2 separate regions of the Mus musculus genome follow, and region 1 is linked to region 2. A link is a contact called in public Micro-C data. All regions are on one chromosome and are shown on one strand. Each heading gives the region's core, a stretch centred on a gene start, on an enhancer-like site or on the middle of the called end of the contact. The rest is flanking DNA. Distances are from core to core; before and after follow the strand shown.

Region 1 (5,179 bases), core at 2,273-4,772, 110 kb before region 2:
AGAAACACTTGCCATGAAGTAGATTTTCATATTTGTTTGAATAAATGAATGAATGGATGAATGAATGAATGGTAGACATAGGAATGGTAGTCATTTTTACCTATATATAGAAATAATTAGCTTTTCCCTCATTTAGTAGGCCTTCTTTCTAGTTCCAGGGTGTAACAGTGGGATACCCATAGAATTGGGAAAATAGTCTCATTAGTCTGCTCTTTAATTCTTTTCTAGATAATCACATCTTTGCCTGGGGTAATGGTGGTAATGGCCGCCTGGCAATGACTCCCACAGAGAGACCACATGGCTCTGATATCTGTACCTCATGGCCTCGGCCTATTTTTGGATCCCTGCATCATGTTCCAGACCTTTCTTGCCGTGGCTGGCACACCATTCTTATTGTTGGTAAGGGTTTCATCTCTGTGGAGTTGGGGTGGCTTAGACCAGATTGACTCTCACCTAAGGCACTGTGGTGACACTGCTGGATGTGCTACTCTGAAGCAGGGGCTGCTTCCTCAAGTCTTGTACTAGATAAAGATGTCATGCAGAGTGGCAGAAACTGAACATTGTCATTTCCCAGCTAGTCATCCACCGTTTCTTCTCTGTTGGACTGTTTTATAACTCAGTCTAGCCTCAGACTCAGTGCTTAGTGCCAGGAGCAACCTTGAGTTCCTAACCTGCTTCCACCTCCTGAGTTGAGGGGTTGCAGGCCTGTTCCACCACCATCTGTTTGGACCTTTTTAAAATGGAACAGTTTTGAGCTCTTCCCCCAGCATACATCTGCATCATAGAATCTATTATTCCCATTTAATAATGTTATGTCTACATTTGTGTTTTCTTGAGAAACGTTTAGTAATTCTTTTAAAAGAAAATTTCCAAATGCTTTTTGCATACAGAGTACTTTGAAATTCATGATAAAAGCATGGCTTTTATAAACCTTAGTCCTGCACTGCCCTTGACTAGTTTAATCAGGATCTCTGGGGCCAGGTGTAGGTATTGCTACCTTGTACAGCTTCCGTGCTGCTTCTGGTGAGCACAGAGATAGAGAATTCCCAGTGCAGCACTGAGCACAGTAGCTCAATAGCGTTTCACTTACGAGACTGACTTCTAAATAGTGAGTTCTGAGTTACTGAGGGTCAGGAATGACAGGGACAGTTTCTTCCCTGACCCGTCTTCTTCACCCTTCCTCCCAGTGTCTGTACAAAGTGCTTACCTACTGCACATTTTTCCTCAGAGAAAGTGTTGAATTCCAAGACCATCCGTTCCAATAGCAGTGGCCTGTCCATCGGAACTGGTAAGCAGTGGAGCCCCAGGGACCAGCTTGGTCTTTGGGTTGAGAGGAAAGGTTGTATTTTGGTGAGTGTTGAGGTTTTGGCATTGTTATCAGGGTGACTTCATCTTCTTGCCTGCATCACATACTTGTGATACAGTTAAGAGACTTGTTCCACATTGTAATGGGACATTTGTATTCCTTACCATCCCATGAGCCTTTACTTCCATAGTATTCCAGGCAGTCTAGTCTTTCTATAGCACTTGGGAGGCAGAAGCAAGTGGATTTCTGTGAGTTTGAGGTCAGATGGTGCATAGTAAGACCCTGTCTTCAAAAACCAAACAAAATTTACCTTCAAAATAGGCCCTCTGAAGGAAAAGTCAGTTACTAGCTTTCAACTTAGGAAAATCAGCCTAAACCCTCTGGTAGCTTTCCACCTGTGAGAAGTCATGGATGTGCCATTATTTCAGAATCCATCTTCTTATTTTGGGGAGACTTAAGGGGTGCTTGGCTCAATGCTGAACAACTTTTTACATAAGACAAATACTAGTGGAGGACACTTCAATGTATTTACCTGCCAGAGATGCACTAAGATTTAGAAAATAGACATGAATTCTGGTGATTGTAACACATACCTTTATGTAAGCCTGGCATGGTGGCACATGCTTATCATCCTAGCACTAAGAAGTAGAAATAAGTGCAGTAGTAAGGTCAGAGGTTCAAGGCCAGCCTGGGTGGCATGAGGATCCTTCCTGTCTCAAGAATTAAAATTTGTAAACTGGGTGTTGGTGGCGCACACCTTTGATCCCAGCACTTGGAAGGCAGAGGCAGGCGGATTTCTGAGTTCCAGAGGCCAGCCGGATCTTCAGAGCAAGTCCCAGTACAGCTAGGGCTACACAAAGAAACTTTGTCTCAAAAAGCCAAAATAAGGAGAGAGAGAGAGAGAGAGAGAGAGAGAGAGAGAGAGAGAGAGAGAGAGAGAGAAGAGAGAGAGAAGAGGAAGAAAAAATGTAGGCCCATAAGATGGCTCATGATGAAAGGCTTATACTGCCATCATGACAATTTGAGTTCAGTCCTGGGACTCACGTGATAGAAAAAGAGAATTAACCTTTACAGTACAGTGTATACACACATGCCCACATCCACACACATAATAAATCAATGTGATAACTTAAAAATACTGTGGAGCTGGAAAAACAATCCAGCAGTTAAGAGTGCCTGTTGCTTTTACAGAGAACTGGGGTTTGGTTCCTAGCACTCAAATGACTGCTGACAACCATCTGTAACTCCAGTTGCAGAGGATCTGACACCTTCTTCTGGCCTCCAAGGGCAATGCATGTGCATGGTACCAGACATACATGCAGCTGAAACCACCCATACCCATAAAATTTTTTTTAAAAAATCTTTTTAGAATAATTTTTACAAATTCAAATGCTATCTATGTAAAAACAATTTAGTCTCAAATATTTGTTTGAACGTTCCACTTTGTGCAATTCTAGGACCTTCTGTGGGGGTGAATGAGGTGTCAGATGCTAAATCTCTGTGGCCTAACGAAGCTCTTTCTTTCCTATGCTACACATCTACCAGTGGTTCAGAGCTCCAGCCCAGGAGGTGGCATTGGTGGTGGTGGTGGTGGTGGCGGCGGCGGCGGGGGTGAAGAGGAAGACAGTCAACAGGAATCTGAAACTCCAGATCCAAGCGGAGGCTTCCGAGGAACAATGGAAGCAGACCGTGGGATGGAAGGCTTAATCAGTCCCACGGAGGCCGTGGGAAACAGCTGTGGGGCTAGCAGCTCCTGTCCTGGCTGGCTTCGGAAGGTAATGCCCTCAGAACAGATGCTTCAGATAAGCCTGTGACAGGAGCTAGTGAGGGCTGCCAAGGTCTCAGTTTCTAGTGCCCTACTAATTGAGACAGGAGTCAAGGCTTCACTTTCCCACCCGTGAAGACATCTGTGTTTTGTTTTAAAACGGGGTCTCAGTTTGTAGTCCTGGCAGGCTTAGAACTCAAAGAGTTCCACTTGTCTCTGTTTCCCAAGTGCTGGGACTAAAGGCAGCCTGGAAGGAGGCCTCAGTGCCTTGCCGTCAAGCTTCCTGACCAGCAGACAGTGTGTGTAGAATTGTGTTGGGAAATGAACCAGATACAACTTGCTGAACTTGAGCTAGCATCGCTGAAGTTTGGTTCCAGGTTAGGCAATATATGTGGTCAGCCACCATTCTGTACCACTAGAGGGCGCTGCTGTCACAGCAGCGTGAAAGTGAAAGCTACAAAGACCGTGGGAGAAAGGAACTTGCTGCAGCCAAACTGGTGAGATTCTTTCTTGTCTGCCTAGGAGCTGGAAAACGCAGAGTTCATTCCCATGCCTGACAGCCCCGCTCCCTTAAGTGCGGCGTTTTCACAGTCTGAGAAGGACACGCTGCCCTATGAAGAGCTGCAGGGACTCAAGGTCGCATCTGAAGTTCCTCCGGAGCCCCAGCGTGCAGCAGGAGCCTGGGTAACTGACAGTGGCTGTTTGTGCCTGGGCTCTCCTGGCTTCATCATGTCCTCTCACTTTCGGGGCCAGTGCTGCACTGTCCTGGCAGTTGCCGCTCTGCCTTCCAGCACAAGAGGGTCATTTCTTCCTTTCTTCCTCAGGAGTACTAAGCTGAACCATGAATTTCCAAATGGTCTTTTTGTTGTGACGGTTTGTTTCTTTATGGGGCAGGTTCTGTAGCCCAGCCAAGGATGGAGGATGACCTTTAACCTCTGTTACTCCTGCCTCTATCTCCCTCCCAGATGATGATATAGACATGTGCCACACACCCAGTTATGCAGTGTGGGGTCCAGCCCAGGGTTCTCTACATGCTAAGCAAACTCTTCACAGATAGCCACGTTCCTAGGCTCCAAACTCAGTTTTAATGGCACCATGAGTGTTAGCTGAGCTGTATGTAAGAAGCAATGCCTGGAGTCTGCTGAAAGAACAGCATACAGCCAGCCTGGGTAGAAGTGAAACTGTAAATCAGTTCTAAACCAGAGGGCACCACAGATCTAGAGAAGCCACGGCATCGTCACATGACTTTGTGGGCTGTTTAACCCTTTGCAGCTACAGCTCTGACGTCATAGCACAAAGCAGTCACAGATGCAGATTGAGTGTCTCTTGCCCAGATGAGTGGGACCCAGAAGTCTTTCAATCTCACATTTTGGTGTATTTTGGAATATCTGTATATACATAATGCTGTGTAAACATAGCTTAAAGGCCATTTTGTGGTTGGAGGTTATTTTGTGTCATATTTTAATATACCTATTCTGGACTGCAGGCCGTCTATCTCAGGAGCTTAGGTGTGATATTTCCCTCATGGTATCGTGTCAGTGCTCACACAGTGTTGGACTTAGGAGCAAGTAGGCTTTTCAGGCTAGCGGTGTTCAGCCTGTGATACAGAATGGATGAGTCCCCAGCTAGCATTTGCTAACCTGCTATTCATCTCATTTTTATTTAATTATTATTTTGCTTTTGAGGCAGGGTTTCTCTGTGTGACTCTGGCTTCCCTGGAACTCACTCTGTACACAAGGCTGGCCTCAGACTCACAGAGATTCGTCGGCCTCTGCCTCCCAAGTGCTGGGATGAAAGTGTGCATTCCACACCTGGCTCTGACCTGCTAATTTTAAAAGTGTATATGGGAGAAAAATCCCAACTAGAATAACTGAAAGCCTTCCCAGGAGAGTGGCAACAAAGCCCTTAAAACCTGAGAGTAAACCTTTCCCCTCCTGGGTTGGCCTTCTTAAATTGTCTTGTCAGTGTTCTTCACAAACTCTTCTCGAATCTCTGACACAGTGTGACCAACTACATTTTATGAACCTCACTCACTTGATCAGAACTTCACTTCAGCACTTCAGCACTTTAAAGTAGAACATATTAAAGTAAGAATTGCCGGGCATGGT
Region 2 (5,065 bases), core at 2,449-4,948:
GGCCTGGAGGCCAGGGACCAGGACACTGTGAGGTCACCCCTCTGCCGTTCCCAAGCTGCTCATGGCTGCAGCCTTGTAACCTAACAAGAATGCTATTTCTCTCTGTCAAAGGGCAGGACACATTGCACAGGCCTCCTCTCTCTCCTGGAGGGAGGACGGTAGAGAGCAGACTAGCTGGCCTCCTCCCGTGGGCAGGGCTCAATGAAGCCGATCAGTCCGCATGTCCCACAGGCATGCAGCGCCTCCTCTCCACAAATGAACACCTTCCCTCGATCCATATAGACACACGCATGGCCTATGGCATGCATGCCGGCTTGTGCTTACCTGCACATTCATGTTGACATGTACACGTGTACACCCACTGCCCCATAGGCACCTTATTGTCATACACACTTCCAAACACACATGTAGGACATGTCTCTGTGTGCATGCTCATTCATATCATATGTTCATCCCAACACAGCGGCACACCACACATGCACGCACACAGACATACACCTAGGAGAGAAACACCCGTGGTAAGCCGTTAGCTGCTGCAGCTTCCACCTTCAACATTTTGGAAAGATGCAGTAGGGGTTGTTCAAAACCCACTGGGCTACCATGGTTAAGGTGAGAGAGACACCTGGGGACTCTGAAGAGGGGTTTCCACAGCCTTTGGGAGCTATCGGCTTCCCTGGACCAGGAGGCCCCAGGTCTTGTGGCAGAGAGAGTTTTAGCAGGTGACCCATGGTAACAGCTGTTCCAAGGGGAGGGAGGGCCAGTGGCGCACACCACAGAGGCCAAGCTCAGTGGAGACTTGATTGGGATGGTGGATTCCACAGGGTGACCAAGCTGAAGAACATCAAAGGACTTTTTGCAATGGGAGCCTGGGGCATTCTGGAGCAATGGTGTCAGGATCCAAGCGGCTCTTTGGGAGGTTTCGGTCACCCGGAGCCTGCCCTATGCTTTGGGCCAAGGGATCCCAGATTAGGCCGCAGAGAGAAGGGAGCGTGAGGGGAGACTAAGAGGCTGGGCTGGAGTAATGCAGGGAAGGACAGCTTCCCTCTTGAGAATGGCCTCAGAGATGGAGCAGAGGTGTCTAGGCAGGAAGGGACAGGAAGGGTGACCCAAACTGAACCTGGCAGCTGCATGGCTGGGGGGGGGGCAACAATGTTACTCATTTGTGTATGCCCCAGGAGCCAAGCACAGGTTGTCCTGAGGAGCTGAACACTGCGTCTGTGCCAGAACTGTGGAGTCCAGGCAGCTATGACAAAGTCCCCAGAGACAAATGAGAAAGAGGCTACAAACTGTGCCTGATACTACCCCAGGCCCCATCGGCCTGGCCACAGGGAAGGCCACGCTGTCTTCCTAAGTGAAAGCCATCAGCAGGACACAGGATCGAGGGGTGTTCCAAGACCGTGAAAACCCATTCAGATCTCAGAGGCAACAGACATGTGTTTCCTCATCCAGACAGAGAACAGGTAGAGGTGCCCGGGTCAACCTGCCTCTGACCCTTTGACAACTCCTCCCTGGGAAACTTCCACCAGAGCCAGTCCACCCATCCCTGACCTCATCACCCCGCTGGAACTGAGCAGCCCTGTGGTGGCCCCATCTCCAGCCCCCATTTCTTTGGAGCGGGAAACACAACATCCCAGCTGTCTGTCCCGAATCCACCTGGAGGCTGGCCAGCTTGGCTAGAATCCAACTTAGTTAGGCCAGACCCAGGAGACTTTGCCGGGAAGAGCAAGAACTGAAAGAAAGCAGTGGGCCAAACAGGGCCCCTTTCTGAGGCTTGGTCTATGAGATTGCTCCTGGCACATTCATGGGCTTACCCATCACTACACAGTTTCTGAGCTCCTGGCACTCTTTCTGGGATGTGCTAAAGAGATGCATGCTACCATGACAGCTGGTGGCTGACTTCATCCTGATTGCAAAAGGTCTTGGAGGCCTGGCTTGGAGCCCTACAAGGGACAGGAGGGACTCTGGTTAGGAACCCAGAGGATGAATGGTTGTGCCGACTAGAGATGCAGCGTGCCCCAACTCTAAGAGCAACTCTTCCTTTCTCCTACTCTCCAGAGAAGCCAACAGCTTGCCTCAGCAACAGCTGCTGTTACAGACCTAGGGCTGCCCAGCCTGATGGCGGAAGGCAAGGAGGGGCCCAGGGCTGCCTCATTCTCTGTAGGCAGGCCCCTACTTCAGCCACCAACCCTAAAAAAAGTGGTTGTCTCTTTTACACTCAGCTTCTCCTTCGTCCCTTTCAGCTCACAGCCGGGAGATGCGATCCTCCTTTCTGTGTGGTAACTTGGTTTCCCCAACAAGAAATACCTCCAGAAAGTCCAATGACAAGGAACTTGCCACACTTCATACCCATGTCCTCTTGGTCCCTAGGGGAACCTGAAACACACACCAAATGAAATTAGAGTGGGGGTGGCAAAGAGCCAGGCAGAGACACACATCTTAGGGGTTGTCCCTGAGGATGTCTGGCCACCCAGAAAAGGACGTGAGACAGAAACCCATGGCCAGGGACTCCTGCTGGACCGCACAGGCAGCTTGCGGGTCTCACGTGGAAGATGGGAGGCTAAGAGCAGAGTCTACAGAGGACACTGGGCCTTCCTTTTGCCCACTGAGCTTTGAAAGGGTCACCCGGTGAGATAGGAGCCGTTAAGAATGTGAGCACTGGCATCAAATACTGAGGTTGAGTCTGTCTGACTTAGAGCAAGTGCTTTCCTTCGCCGATCTATGCCTCTTCTCATCTAGTAATGAGCTGCTATTGTACCTACTAATCTCGCTCGTGCCCCATTGTCTGTGTGTGTGTATGTGCACAGGTGGAGGGACACATAACATATGTGCATGTGGTATAGCTTCAGGAATGAATGCCAAGCACCGTGTGTATGCCCGAGGACTCCAGAAGGCATCAGATCCCTTGGAGCTGGAGTTCCAAGTAGTTGGATGCTTTCCAGCATGGGTGCAAGGAACTAAACTCGGGTCCTCTGGAAGAGCAATGAGTAGTCCTAACTGCTGACATACCTCTTCAGCCACCCCATCTTATTTTCTGAGATGAGTTCTTCCATTGAATCCGGAGCTCACCAGTTCAGCGAGACTGACCGGCCAGCAAACCCCAGGAATTGGCCTGTCTTCTCTGGGGCTGAGATCGCAGGTAGGCACTGCCATGCCCTGATTTTTCACTTGAGTTTAGAGGCTCCAACTCGGGCCTTCCAGTCTTCACGGCGAGCACTTTAGTGAAGGAACCACCTGCTCAGCTTTGATCTACTGTGTAAAGGGCTTGCCAGCAGAGACCCTCGCATCTTTAGGTTGTCACCTCCAGGTTGGCACATTCTCTGAGCTATTATTTTCTTGTTTGCCAGAGAGAGAACACAGAGTTCGAGTGATCAAGTTAGACAATGGAAGGCCCATGATGTAGGATACGGTCGATTTCAGGCCTGCCCACTCCATGAGCCTCTCCAGGCTTTGTTGCCTGGAACTGGGAACCAGACTCACCCTGCTCACTCAGCTGAGCAACAGGTGGCAGGGTCGGTGGGGCACAGGTGCAGCTTTGCAGGAGATGGGGGAAGGGTGTGACCCCCCTCCCGTTTCCTCCCGTTTTCCTCCCGATGCTGCTTCCCCCAGCTGTGTGGCAGGGAGGAGGGGACAGGGAGCAAACACAGCCACGTGCAGTTAGAGGGCTGAGTAAGCGCCTCACTTCCTCTTGCCTCGTCCCCCCCTCCCATAACTGTGGCTAGTGGGTGATTCACAAAGCTTCTTGGGGCAGGCCTCTGAAAAGCACAGGGCCACTTCCCTGAATTGTCCTGGCTGCCTGCTCCGCCCGCCCCCTCCCGGCACACCTGGCTGGCCTGCTTGCTGGTCTGGTGAACCACAGGGTGCCCTGCCTGGGTGGCGGCAGACCCCCAGACCTTGCCAAACCGGGAGGTGTGGCCTTGGCTGGGTACTGGTGTTGGAGCCTGGACTCTGCACGAGGCTCAGTCTGCGTTTTGGCTCTCGCTCACTGTGCTTCAGCCAGACGGCAACACTAATGTCGTCTATCTGTCAGACTCTGTACCAAGGCTGGGCGTGGCTCTCTTCCCTGGCAGCATCTCTCGCTCTCTTGGTGGGCTTGCAGTGGACGAGTAGCCAGGCGCGATGGAATGGCTAGTGATCACACAGAGAAATGTCAGCCTGATGAGTCAAGACCCAGCACTAGAGAGTTGGTGGGCCAGCACCAGCTCTGAGGTAAAGCTTTCGTGCATCTGCTGGCTAAAAGATACAAGATTACCAGGGCCTGGCAGTGTGGAAAGTTCCAGAAAGGTAAACTGAGCCCCTTTTCCACAACAGCACTAGAACAGAAGGGTCTTAGGGCCTCTGCATGTGTTGGGTAAACACTCTATCACCTGAACTATATCCCTATCCACCCCACCCCCTTCAAAACTTTAAGACTTTTTACTCAAAAAGCCCACTTTAAGAATTTAAAGGGGAGCTCTGTTGGCACGATGAATACCTAACAATGTGTGTGCAAGGCTTATGCTGAGCTCAAGCATAAAACTGAGTGTGGTGCTACGTGCTTGTAATTACATCACTCAGGATACAGAAGCAGGAGGATCAGAGGTTCAAGCCAGCCTGGGCTACATGAGACCCTGTCCTGAAAAGAAAATAAACAAACAGAATTTAAGGGACACAGGCCGCACACAGCATTGACAAGAAATGAGAGAACGACGGACGAGACCTGAATACCCAGCTGTGGGAAAGACTTGGACAGGTACATTTTCATCATAGAACACATCCTTCCTGAGTATGTAGCCATGAAAACAAAATAGTGACACACGCCGACGTTAATGTGTACAAGAACTGCCCAAGAATCTTAGTAAAGTTCAGATTCTGATTCAACAGGCCTGTGAGGCATGTGTGTGTGTGTTACATGTATGTGAGTGTGTATATCAGTTTGTGTGTATGTATCTGTGTGTGTTATATGTGTGAGTGTATATATCAGTATGTGTGTATATCAGTTTGTGTGTGTGTGTCTCTGTGTGTTATATGTATGTGTATATATCAGTTTGTGTGTGTGTATGTTATATATGTGTGAGTGTGCATATCA

Evidence for each region. Hi-C and Micro-C count contacts between places; a contact is called where the count stands out from the background.
Region 1: a Micro-C map of the HL-1 cell line shows a contact between it and region 2, with 1.7 times the contacts expected there. The contact joins two enhancer-like sites. A contact is called at or near these places in 4 of 39 promoter capture datasets (embryonic stem cells, neutrophils and trophoblast stem cells), 5 of 484 Hi-C or Micro-C datasets (the HL-1 cell line, bone marrow-derived macrophages, embryonic fibroblasts and 2 more), 6 of 115 datasets of contacts at active chromatin or transcription factors (the 230-238 cell line, bone marrow-derived macrophages, double positive thymocytes and 3 more) and 4 of 9 other capture datasets (adipose tissue, embryonic stem cells, liver and 1 more).

What each region holds. Positions count from the first base shown.
Region 1 is chr12:85,304,039-85,309,217 of GRCm38.p6, reverse strand. It overlaps Nek9 (NIMA (never in mitosis gene a)-related expressed kinase 9), which reads left to right. Exons shown (of 22, transcript NM_145138.2): 17 at 229-399; 18 at 1,229-1,288; 19 at 2,852-3,081; 20 at 3,594-3,755. Among named protein-coding and RNA genes, the nearest start is that of Zc2hc1c, 18 kb to the right of the region's middle. Within about 2 kb of position 3,522, at least 107 of the 459 cell types and tissues checked have an H3K27ac peak or open chromatin away from gene starts, as enhancers often do. A contact at or near this core is called in the HL-1 cell line, adipose tissue, bone marrow-derived macrophages and 2 more, where this site is marked.
Region 2 is chr12:85,191,489-85,196,553 of GRCm38.p6, reverse strand. No RefSeq gene overlaps it. Among named protein-coding and RNA genes, the nearest start is that of Pgf, 17 kb to the right of the region's middle. Within about 2 kb of position 3,698, at least 155 of the 459 cell types and tissues checked have an H3K27ac peak or open chromatin away from gene starts, as enhancers often do. A contact at or near this core is called in the HL-1 cell line, adipose tissue, bone marrow-derived macrophages and 2 more, where this site is marked.